Regions from separate parts of the Mus musculus genome. Here regions 2 and 3 are each linked to region 1. Evidence: chromatin contacts called from public HiChIP or PLAC-seq and capture Hi-C data. All regions are on one chromosome and are shown on one strand. The core of a region is the stretch at or near the end of the contact, and the rest is flanking DNA. Distances in the headings are between cores, read along the strand shown.

The links. HiChIP or PLAC-seq counts read pairs in DNA pulled down with a chosen protein or histone mark. Capture Hi-C pulls out chosen DNA fragments and counts their contacts.
Region 2: a contact with region 1 is called in an H3K27ac HiChIP or PLAC-seq map of embryonic stem cells, with 5 read pairs. The contact joins two enhancer-like sites. A contact is called at or near these places in 2 of 484 Hi-C or Micro-C datasets (bone marrow-derived macrophages and nephron progenitors), 3 of 115 datasets of contacts at active chromatin or transcription factors (all in embryonic stem cells) and 1 of 9 other capture datasets (embryonic stem cells).
Region 3: a contact with region 1 is called in a capture Hi-C map of embryonic stem cells, with 3 times the contacts expected there. The contact joins two enhancer-like sites. A contact is called at or near these places in 1 of 15 datasets of contacts at CTCF or cohesin (the NIH/3T3 cell line), 1 of 484 Hi-C or Micro-C datasets (bone marrow-derived macrophages), 9 of 115 datasets of contacts at active chromatin or transcription factors (acute myeloid leukemia, a beta-TC-6 cell line, craniofacial prominence and 4 more) and 1 of 9 other capture datasets (embryonic stem cells).

What each region holds. Positions count from the first base shown.
Region 1 is chr11:22,898,751-22,902,193 of GRCm38.p6, forward strand. It overlaps Commd1 (COMM domain containing 1), which reads right to left. Exons shown (of 3, transcript NM_144514.2): 3 at 978-1,307. The coding sequence ends at 1,200. Among named protein-coding and RNA genes, the nearest start is that of Gm24917, 32 kb to the left of the region's middle. Within about 2 kb of position 1,486, at least 7 of the 459 cell types and tissues checked have an H3K27ac peak or open chromatin away from gene starts, as enhancers often do. A contact at or near this core is called in embryonic stem cells, where this site is marked.
Region 2 is chr11:22,742,706-22,746,428 of GRCm38.p6, forward strand. No RefSeq gene overlaps it. Among named protein-coding and RNA genes, the nearest start is that of Gm40816, 90 kb to the left of the region's middle. Within about 2 kb of position 1,331, at least 9 of the 459 cell types and tissues checked have an H3K27ac peak or open chromatin away from gene starts, as enhancers often do. A contact at or near this core is called in embryonic stem cells, where this site is marked.
Region 3 is chr11:22,646,151-22,649,480 of GRCm38.p6, forward strand. No RefSeq gene overlaps it. Among named protein-coding and RNA genes, the nearest start is that of Gm40816, 6.3 kb to the right of the region's middle. Within about 2 kb of position 1,456, at least 17 of the 459 cell types and tissues checked have an H3K27ac peak or open chromatin away from gene starts, as enhancers often do. A contact at or near this core is called in embryonic stem cells, where this site is marked.

The DNA of each region.
Region 1 (3,443 bases), core at 236-2,735:
TCAAACAGTTTTCATTACATTAGTCCCTCTCTCTTACTCTGGGTAGACATGCATATTTGCATGTCCTTGCGTACATCTGTGGTCTGGTGCACATGCATGTGGAGGCCAGAAGTTGATGTTGGGTTTCTTTCTTGTGCGTGCGTGCACACCCTGTGAGAAAATCACTTGCTGCCATCATGTATGACAATCAGAGTTCAAGCCCTAGAACCCACATTATGGAAGGAGAGAATGAAATTTCCTTGTCTTCTGCCTTCTACAGGCATTCTGTAGCATGTGTGTTCTATCCCACATACATACATACACATACAAACTAAGAATGTAATTTTTAAAAAGCTTGAGTATCCCTAGTCTGATTAAACCCAACCTCTAGATTTATACCACACCTATTCAACTCCATCAGCTGGTCCCAGGAGAATCTCACTAGATTCCAGTTTAATCTTGTTCAGGTAGGCAGGTTCTACTACACTGCAGCTTAGAGCACACACTGGTGAGCACTATCTACACGACTGTAATGCCTTCCTCACTTTCTGAGGGTGAATATCCAGAATATTATATGATACACAATGTGTCCTGTGTGGATGACTAACAGCTCTCCCAAGAACAAACAACAGCTGGAAAGAATTCTAAAGTGTCAATTCTGTTGACCCTGAGGCTCTGAGGTGAACCTGCCTCACCTCCTTGCACACTAAATGAGTGCTTACCCTCCAGCCTCCTGTTTAATTTCACTTTTTGTTTGTTTTTACTTATTTGAGACAGGGTTACTTTAGGTAAACCTGACTGAACTGGAACTCAGAGATCTGCCTGCATCTGCCTCCCAAGTGCTGGGATTAATAAAAGTGTGTGTACCACCACTTGGCAAATTTCAGTATGTTTTTATAAATGTCCCTCATAATCTTTATGCATGCTAAAATATGAGACCCTCTCCAGTGGAACAGATGGGAAAATAAAGAACCCAACAAGCAGAGACAAGCAAGATTGGACTTTGAGAGGTTTCTCTTTTTTACCCACTTTTTAAAATATATTTTTATTTATTCTTGAAGACTTTCATGCATGTATACAATGTCTTTTGGTAACACCAGTGGGCAAACAGGACTTTCAAAGGGTCAGTGGAGAAAGTCTGTGAGCAGCTTCACTTCAAACGCCCCTTCCTCCAGCCTTCAGTTAGGCTGCCTGCATCAGCCTATTGATACTCTCTTCAGTTAGGCTGCCTGCATCAGCCTGTTGATACTCTCTTCTACCTCTGACAGCTTCTTCAGGATTTGCTTGACTTTAACTTCATCAAATTCCAGACACAAAAATTCAGATTCCTGTAAAACACAAAAAGATGTTTAAGGAAAAACCTGCAAGACAGCAGTAGTGGTTTGAATGAAAATGGCCCCTAGGCACATACATTTGCATCCAGATGATGAGCAGGATGGGAAGGACTAGGAGTGGCCTTGCTGGAGGAAGTGTGTCACTGGAAATGGGCGTCAAGGTTTCAAAAGCCCAAGACCAATCTCCTTCCTCCACACCCCCTCTCTGCCTGCTGATCAGGATATAAAGCTCTCAGCTACTGCTCCAGCACCATGCCTGCTTGCTTCCTGCCGTGATGATCATGAACTAACCCTCTAAAACTGTACTTAAGCCCCCAAATGTAATGCTTTGGTAATAGTGTCTCCTCACAGTGACACAACAGTGACTAAGACTCGAGCTCTAGCTAAGGTTCTTTATCTGGCATGAGCAAGGTGCAGAGGCCCAGGGCCTAGCACAGCAAACCAGACTCCAGGCCTTTAAGCCTGTGTGATATTTTACCATACAAAGCATATCCACAGTATCCACAATAAAACACAAGCGTAAACAGAGACAGATGCCCTTGTTCTCATTATGAGAGGCTCTTCTGTCTGGCAGCTCAATTGACATGGTATAAATTTAAGGTAGGTACCTAGGTATTGCTACTTTGTGGATGAGAACTCTGAGGTCAGGAAAGGTTAACTTCCATCTAGAAATCTTTTAAATGACACAAGTCAGATAATTGAATTCTCAGCTCTGGCTGGCTTCAAAGTCAGTGCTGTCCCTACTTATATAATAATAAAAGAATTGTGATTTGTCTCTAGTTATCCTGGGCCATCTGCAACTCAGGCTAAAAAGAAATTGTGATAGGTTCACTGGGAAGTTTTAGATAGAAAACTATAAAGGATGACCAGATTTTGAAGTAGTAATAGATATTTCTCAGGTCCTTCTCCACGCAGTAAGACCTCTCTCACAAGATCTCCCTCCAATAAAGTCCCTTCAGTCACTCAGGATTGGTGAGCCAATCTAGGTAGTATCAAAAAGTAGGGTCTTTGATGTTTGTGTGGCAGAAATCTCACATGGCCCAGGTAACCCTAACTCTATATGGCCTTAAACGAGAAGAGCAAATCCAAGATAGTCTTTCCTACCTCATGAACAGTAACTTTAGACTAACATAAATGCTTACAGGTCTTACTTTCTAGAATATGAAATTAAGTTCTAGGTATGTCAAGGGACATGCCTAATGGCCTCTTGTCTGTTACAGGCAGAATCACAGGATTAATATTCTTATCTGTACATTTTCCTCTCTAAACATTAAAAGGGATCAAAATATCCTACCCCAAGAGTCTCTACTCTGATAAACGGATTGTTCTGAATTGAAGGTAACTGAGAATCATGGGATCCCTTGCTGGAGCTGCTTCTATCTGATTAAAGCAAAAACCTTCTGAGAAACGAGGAGCATGGGAGGAGACACAGTTGGCATAAAGTACAGGAACTCACTGACTAACCCTTGTCTACTGCTGTTCTTCTTGTCACTAACTGCTCCTAGGAGCCTCACTTATTGCTTTTCATAAAAAAGGTGTATAACCTTTTCAAGCCTGTGAGTTTTCAGTTTCAGTTTTCAGGTGTATGTGTGTGTGTGTGAGTGTGTGAGTGTGTGTGTGTGTATGTGTGTGTGTGTGTATGCACACACACATGTACAAACACATATGAAAGCCAGAGGTCAACCTGTGCTGTTGGTCCTCAGACATTTACCTTGGCTTTTGAGACAAAAATCTCTTAGTGGCAGGAGCTCACTGAGGGCAGGGCTGGTCTTCTGTCTTTCCAGCATGGTGATGACAAGCTTATGCTAACACACTTGGCTGTCTCAGGTGGGTTCCTCAGATTGAACTCAAGCCTTTCCATGCACTTTACTGACTAAACCATCCCCTAATCCCATAACTGTGACTCCCCCCACCCCCACAGGGCTTCATTCTCTGTGAAGTTCTAGCTTGCCTAGAACTTGTTATATAGACCAGGCTGGCCTCAAACTTAGAGTGATCTGAGTGCCTCTACCTCCTGAATGATGGGGGCAAAGGTGTGAACCACCACATCTGGCCTTTAAATTGATTTTTAACTGATAATGAAAACATTAAAAAGTTTAGATTTATTGGGTACCATGGGATATTTTGAAA
Region 2 (3,723 bases), core at 81-2,580, 160 kb before region 1:
CAAACAAAAAATTAAGTCAGGCATGGTGGTATACACTTGTAATCCCAGCCCTGGGTGATGCAGAGACAGGTGGAGATAGCCAGCTGAGCCAATTTGACAAGTTTTGAGCTAGTGAGAGGCTCTACAACAAACACCAACAGCAAAAAATGGATGTCACCTGAGGAGAGACAGCTGAGGTTGGCCTCTAACCTCCACATGCGCCCACGCATGAGCACACACACACATATACATATATATAATTTGGGGGCGGGGGGAGTTGGTTTAGTTAGTTAGAATTGTGGTTTTAAAATAGCCTTTCTGTATATCCCTGGCTGTCCTGGAACTCACTAAGTAAAACAGGCTGACCCCAAACTCACAGAGATCTACCTGCCTCTGTCTCCCCAGTACTGGGATCACAACCACCCATTCCCCTCCCTCATATATGTGTGTGTGTGTATGTGTGTGAATATATTATTATACTTTATAATATATAAAATAACACTATATTTTGTAATATATACTAATCTATAATGTATAGTGTATAATAATATATTAATACACACACACACATATATATAGCCTATTAATTCAGATTGTCCTTGAACTCCTAAACTCAAGCCCATCCTCTTGCCTTAGCCTCCAGAGTAGTTAGGGCTCAGTTACAGGTCACTCACCCAGACACTGATCACTACACACACACACACACACACACACACACACACACTCAAGCTTAATGTGATTTAGGTCTACAATCCCACTTTCAGGACCCTGAGACACAAGGATCCCATGTTCAAGGCCAGCTTGAGTTCTATGGAAGAAGAGTGCTCCTTCCTTAAGGTTCCTCTCAGTCTTGGGAGTTCTTTCTCGATTTTCCTTAACAGGTCCTAATAAAAGTTAATAATGAAAAACATGCAGGAGCTCATGGGATACAAAAGAACCAAGAGGCTAAAGCTTCAGTCAGCAGCACCTCAGGGAAACAGAGATGGGCTTGGAGAGGCGGGCCATGGAGGAGCCTGGACGCCCGAATGCCCAGATGCCCGGACGCTGCAGTGAGCCAGGGCTGGCAAGGTTTGCTGTGTAGACTCAAATGTCACTCAGGGTTTCCCACTAACCTAGAGGACTGCCTTTTTTGGTAGGCTGCTGGCCAGTGAGTTCTCAGGAGTCACCCTAGATGTGCACCCACATCCATCCTGCTGCCTAACACTGGGATTAAAGATACACAGAGCCATTTTTGGCTTGTTTGCTTTTGTTTGTTTATAGAAAGACTTGGTCTCACTAAGTAGCACTGTTTGTCCTTACTTATGTAAATAAGTAAGATTTGCCTTAAACTCTGAGAGATCCACTGATCTCTGCCTCCAGGCACTAGGTTAAAAGCATGTGCCTCCCCATCCCCCACCCCCACCTCTGATCACACCCAGCCTCCTATTCATGTGCTATAGAATTCAAATCAGGCCCTCACACTCAGGTGCTCTTCTCTGAGCTGGCTCCCCAACCTTTCTTCCTGGTCTTAGCAAAACCAAAGACTGGCTTATTTATAATCAAGAGAAATCTATTTGGCTTTTGATCCTGAGGCTGAAAGTCCACAGAAGTCCAAGATGAAAGGCCATCTCTAGTCAGGACCTTTCTTCTGTGTCATGGCATGGCAATTACACCACCCAACAAGAGTGTGGGGGAGAGAGATCAGCACCAACTAGAAGACTGAGTTGGAAGCCCCATAGCCTTTTAAATCCATGTTCATCAATTTCCATTATCAAGGAATTAAGTTTCCGACATATGCTTTCTTGAGGATATATTCAAACCATATAGCAATGATGGTAGATGGGCGCCAGGATTCCTTGGAGATATCTAGGAAAGGTTGAAACTTCTGACCTTGGGAAAGGCTGTTTTCTTTGAATATTTAAGTGAACTTCAGCTGGAGAAATGTTCAGCAGTTAAGAACACTGGCTACTCTCCTAGAGGAACCAGGTTCAATTCCCAGCATCTACATGACAGCTTACAACTATTCATAATTCTAGATCCAAAAAATCAAATACCCTCTTCTGGCCTCTATGGACACCAAGCACACATAGGGTACACAGACATGCATGTGAAAAAACACTCATATACATAAAATTATAATTATATATACATAGTGCGTGTATATATAATATTTATTTATTTGTTTATTTATTTATGTTTTTTTATTGTTTTGAGACAGGCTGTCCTGGAACTCACTCTGTTGACCAGGCTAGCCTCAAACTCAGAGATCTGGCTGCCTCTCCCTCTCAGGTGCTGGGTTTAAAGGCATGTGCTACATTGCCCAGCTGGATAAAATAAATTTTTAAAAAGAAAATTAGGAAGGTGAAAACACATAACTTTAAACATTTTAATTAATTTAATTCATTTTCTTGAAGACAGAGTCTCTCTATTCTGTAGCCCTGGATATCCTGAAACTTGCTACTTTCCCTCTGTAGACCACGCTGGCCTTGAACTCACAGAGATCTGACTGTTGTCATGGTGGTGATGGTGTGACACATGTCTGTGAGTGCAGGCAGACAAGCCATGGTGCACATGTGGAGGTCAGAGGACAACTTTTGGGAATCTGTTCTTGTCTTCCACCGTGAATTTCTGGCTCTCACAAACACTTTTACCCACTGAGCCACCTCACTGGCTCTGACCAGGAAGAGAGACTCACCTAGGCTATGACCCCCCAGTACCACATGTCATGGTTACTACCACAGTCTCCTTCAGGTCCCCAACCAGCAGAACAGTAGCCCCAGCCCCAGAGTGCCTATGTCCTAATTGAGAACTGTAAATGGGTTATAGTGCTGCAAAGGGGAATTAAGGCTGCTAATCAACTGACCTTCAACAGGAGATTATCCTGGATTATCCAGATGGGTTCACAGTAATCACCACAGTCCTTAAGTGCAGAACAGAAGAGGGGACAAAAGGGGAGTTAGTGATGAGGTGTGAAGTGACCTAGATCAGCCAAAACTCAAGGGAGTCCAGAGGCTGAACATGCCCTAGCCTCCAGAAGGGTGTAGCCCTGCAGACACTTAAGTTTTAGCCCAATCACACACACACACACACACACACACACACACACACACACACGCACGCACACTTGATTGTACACATACATACAGATACACACATGTTGCGTGTACTTTTTTAAATGCACACTTGCTCTGGCAAGGTTCTGCAATTAGCACCTGCTCGCCTGCCGTCCAGCCAGCCCCCATGGGCTTTCCCGAGATCTGGCTATGCTCTGAGCACCTCCTGTTCCTCCTTGCCCAGTGCTGGCAACAGTCATCGCACCCAGCTCCCTTTAGCCCCAAGGAAGACTTTTATATTTTAAAACTGACCAGATAACTCAAAGGCTGGGTGAAGAATATCCTGCCCTGTCGTCCTTAGCCTTCACAGCCACCTGCAGAGGCTAGAAACTATCGATGCCCCAAGAGACACTTTCATGTCTGCAGCTTCCTATCTGCTCCATAGCCTGGTCCTGTAAGACTCTGATGAGCCTTAGCTACTGGGGACCCTCTGAGTGAACCACTAGGAGCCAGGGATCGATGCAAAAGCAAGAGGAATTTATTGTTCCAGCATGCTGGGGTCGTCATGCACCCAAAGGAGAGGCAGTGATCCCGGGCAGCCCATTTGGCCAGTTTTTATACAGTTTTCAGGGGTAGAATAGAGCAAAAGCCACTAGGCACAATGTGATTGGCAAAACAGTATGATTTTTAAACTGATTGGTCCTTAGCGAAT
Region 3 (3,330 bases), core at 206-2,705, 250 kb before region 1:
CATTCATTTTGCATTCTAGGCACAAGCAAAATGCTGAAAGAACTCACATGCAACAGCATTTCAGGAAACGCCACCCAATATCCTCCTCCCTTTCAGGTCTTGTTAGGCCTCAGCTATGCCTTATGGCCACTCATGGCTGTAAGATGTTTGCTTATTTGGTTTTAGCTGAGTGCATATCCATCCTGCACAAAATTAGAAACCGCCTGACTATAAGAGGTAACTGAGCAGCCCCTCCCCCCACAGGTCAGTAAGCTAACGCTGTGGCTCGATGCCTCCTGCCGCCTACCACCTTCCTATGGAAGCCCTCCCTAATCCTCATGTGATGCCATTTGGAGATGGGGCCTTTTAGAGGAAACTGGGTTTACTTGGGGACACATGGGTAGGATTCTCATGTTGGGTTTGGTGGCATTATTAAGAGGAAAAGAAAGAGATCTTTCTTTATGAGCGTGCCACATAAACATGCATAGCAAGAAAGTAGCTGTTGATAAGCCAGGAAGAAGGACCCTCCACAACCCCACAAAGCCAGAAAGTGGGATCCTCCACAACCCCACAAGCCAGGAAGTGGAACCCTCAACAACCCCACAAGCCAGGAAGTGGGATCCTCCACAACCCCACAAGCCAGGAAGTGAGACCCTATACAAACCTCACAAGTCAGAAAGTGAGGCCCTACACAAACCCCCAAGCCAGGAGGTGGGACTCTACACAAATTCCCACATCAGCCAGCACCTTAACATTGGTCTTCACACCCTGTAAAAACCAGGGAGAAATAAATGTCCATTGTTCAACCCCATCTTTGCCTACATGTTAGAGCAGACTAAGAAAAATCAGCCAGGAACAACCTCCATCCCCCCAACTGTAAGGTTATGGGTCCCGCATCTGCTCTGCTACAGGGCTCTGCCACTCGGGAAGGCAGGACGCAGAGAGTTGACCACGCTTACCCCGCCCTGTCATCAGGCGGGTGTCAGGCTGTAAGGAAGCCCCGAACACCATTCCGGGGGGCAGGGAAGCACAACCTGAGGTGCGGGACAGCTGGATCTGGTCTGGGGTTCCCTAGGCCTTTGACTAGGCCGGGCGGTCTGGTTCTCAGACTCTCGGACATCCAGGGGCCGCTGGGAGCCTTGGAAGAGCTGAGGACTGAGTGGAGGCCTGCAGGCTGGATCTAGCCCTGGGGACAGGGGAAGAAGTGGGGTGGGGATGGTGGCCGTGGCTGGGAGCACAGAGAGACCTTCTACAGGAGGTTAGACTGTAGCTCTATAGACAAAGGTCTCCATGGGTCCCCATGGCAGATCCCAGTGAAAAGGGACAGTCCATGTTTTTAAGATATTTATTGTCATGGTGGAAAGTGGGTGAATAAAACCAAACCCCACTTCTCAGGGCGGGCCTGAGGTTCAATACCTTTTGCAGGGAGGAGTGTCTGGGAAGGGAAGCTTATCTGGCTAATGCCTCCAGGTAGTTATCTCATTAGTATGGAGATCTGTCTTAAGCCCATGTGACCACAGGTCACACCCTCTACATATGGAGGGGCTTGGGGTGTTGCCCTTGCATGTCTGATGGCCACAAATCTATGGGAGAGTTGAGGCTAGTGACAGGGGCCTGGTGCCTGGAACAGGTGAAGCACCTATCGGCCCTTCAGGGTCTCCGGGGTTTCAAGCCTTAGCTCAACGGGGGAACCAAGCTACCTTTCACGGTCCCACCCCCAGCCACCCCTACAGCTCCCCAAAACAGTGAGAGGCAGTGAAGTTGAGATATGCAGAATAATGTAGAAGCAGAAGTCCAGCCCAGGCAGTGCAGTGGTTGCTGCGGCTGCCTTGAGTATGGCGTGGGGAAGGTTGACTTGATCTAAATGTTCCATCCCTTGATGAATGCTCACTTTGTAGGAGGTGGGGTTACATGTCCAGTCCACTGTGGTCGCTATTCACGCGGACGTTCCGGAGGCCATGGCAGTGTGTTCTAACCATCGTTATTTTCTGAGTAAACTTCTCTGCTCTGGATTTCCCTCCCAGATCACTTGTTGATTCAATGAGTGCTTTTAAATTTCCAAGTAGCTGGTTTATTTTTGTTTTGTTGTGATTTTATTCCACATCCTATGTTCCTCGGAGAATGTAGCACACTATGTCCCCTTTTAGAACTGACCGTAATTATGTTAGCGACTTAGCAAGTAATATGTGAGACCATGGGGTTCACTGCCATGCACCAATGAAACTTTCACGTATGTAAGGTAGCCACCCATTCTGTCTCTAAAGTGCTCTTTGAGGCTGGGACAGGCTTAGAGGCCAAAGCAGAAACTGCGAAGAATCTATAGGGGGTGGAGTGAGCTGGGGTGGGGCTCATGTGTTTGAGTTAATCACTACCATGGTTGGCCAGAGAGGGGAACAACCTGGGCAAAGTTCTGGAGAAGCAGTGAACAGGAACTAGAAGGTCAAATGTTGGTGCATTTTAGAGGGTGGCCAGAGAGGAGCCAAGAAAACAAATTCTTGTTTGATTAAATCTATACATTTCTATGAATCGTTTCCAAACTTTGAAAGGAATGGCCTGTCAAACAGTTCATTCTAAAATGTAAATTATGCCTTGACCCTATAGATTAATATCAGGAATACACAAATAAAGAATATTCTAAGCTGGGCAGTGGTGGCACATGCCTTTAATCCCAGCACTTGGGAGTCAGAGGCAGGCAGATTTCTGAGTTTGAGGCCAGCCTGGTCTACAGCATGAGTTCCAGGATAGCCAGGGCTACACAGAGAAACCCTGTGTCAGAAAAAAAAAAAAGAAAGAAAAAGAAAAAAAAGAAGAATATTCCAAGCCACATGTTCTCCATAAAGAGATAACGCTTCCAAGGAGTCAAATTTGGCTTTTGAAGGGGCTAAAACACTCAAGGTGTATAGAAAGGGAAGCTGCACACATAGCACACAGATACAATGTAGCATCTCTGAGTTGCTAAAACTAAATGGAGAGATGGCTCCACAATCAAGAGCACTTACCACTCTTACAGTGCACCTGGGCTCAGTTCTCAGCACCCAACTGACAGCTTTGGCTTCAGGGGATCCAGAGCCCTCCTCTTCGAGCTTCCAAGGATATGTGCAGGCACACATGCTTGCTCACACACACACACACACACATATATGTGTGTGTGTACATATATATGTATATGGAGAGAGAGAGAGAGAGAGAGAGAGAGAGAGAGAGAGAGAGAGAGAGAGAGAGAGAGAGAGAGAGAAACTAAATTGAGGAACAACTGAGAAAAAAGACCTATTGGGGAGCTGGTTGTGTGGTACATACCTGTAATTCCAGTGGGAAGATTAGGAGTTCAAGACCAACCTCAGCTACATAATT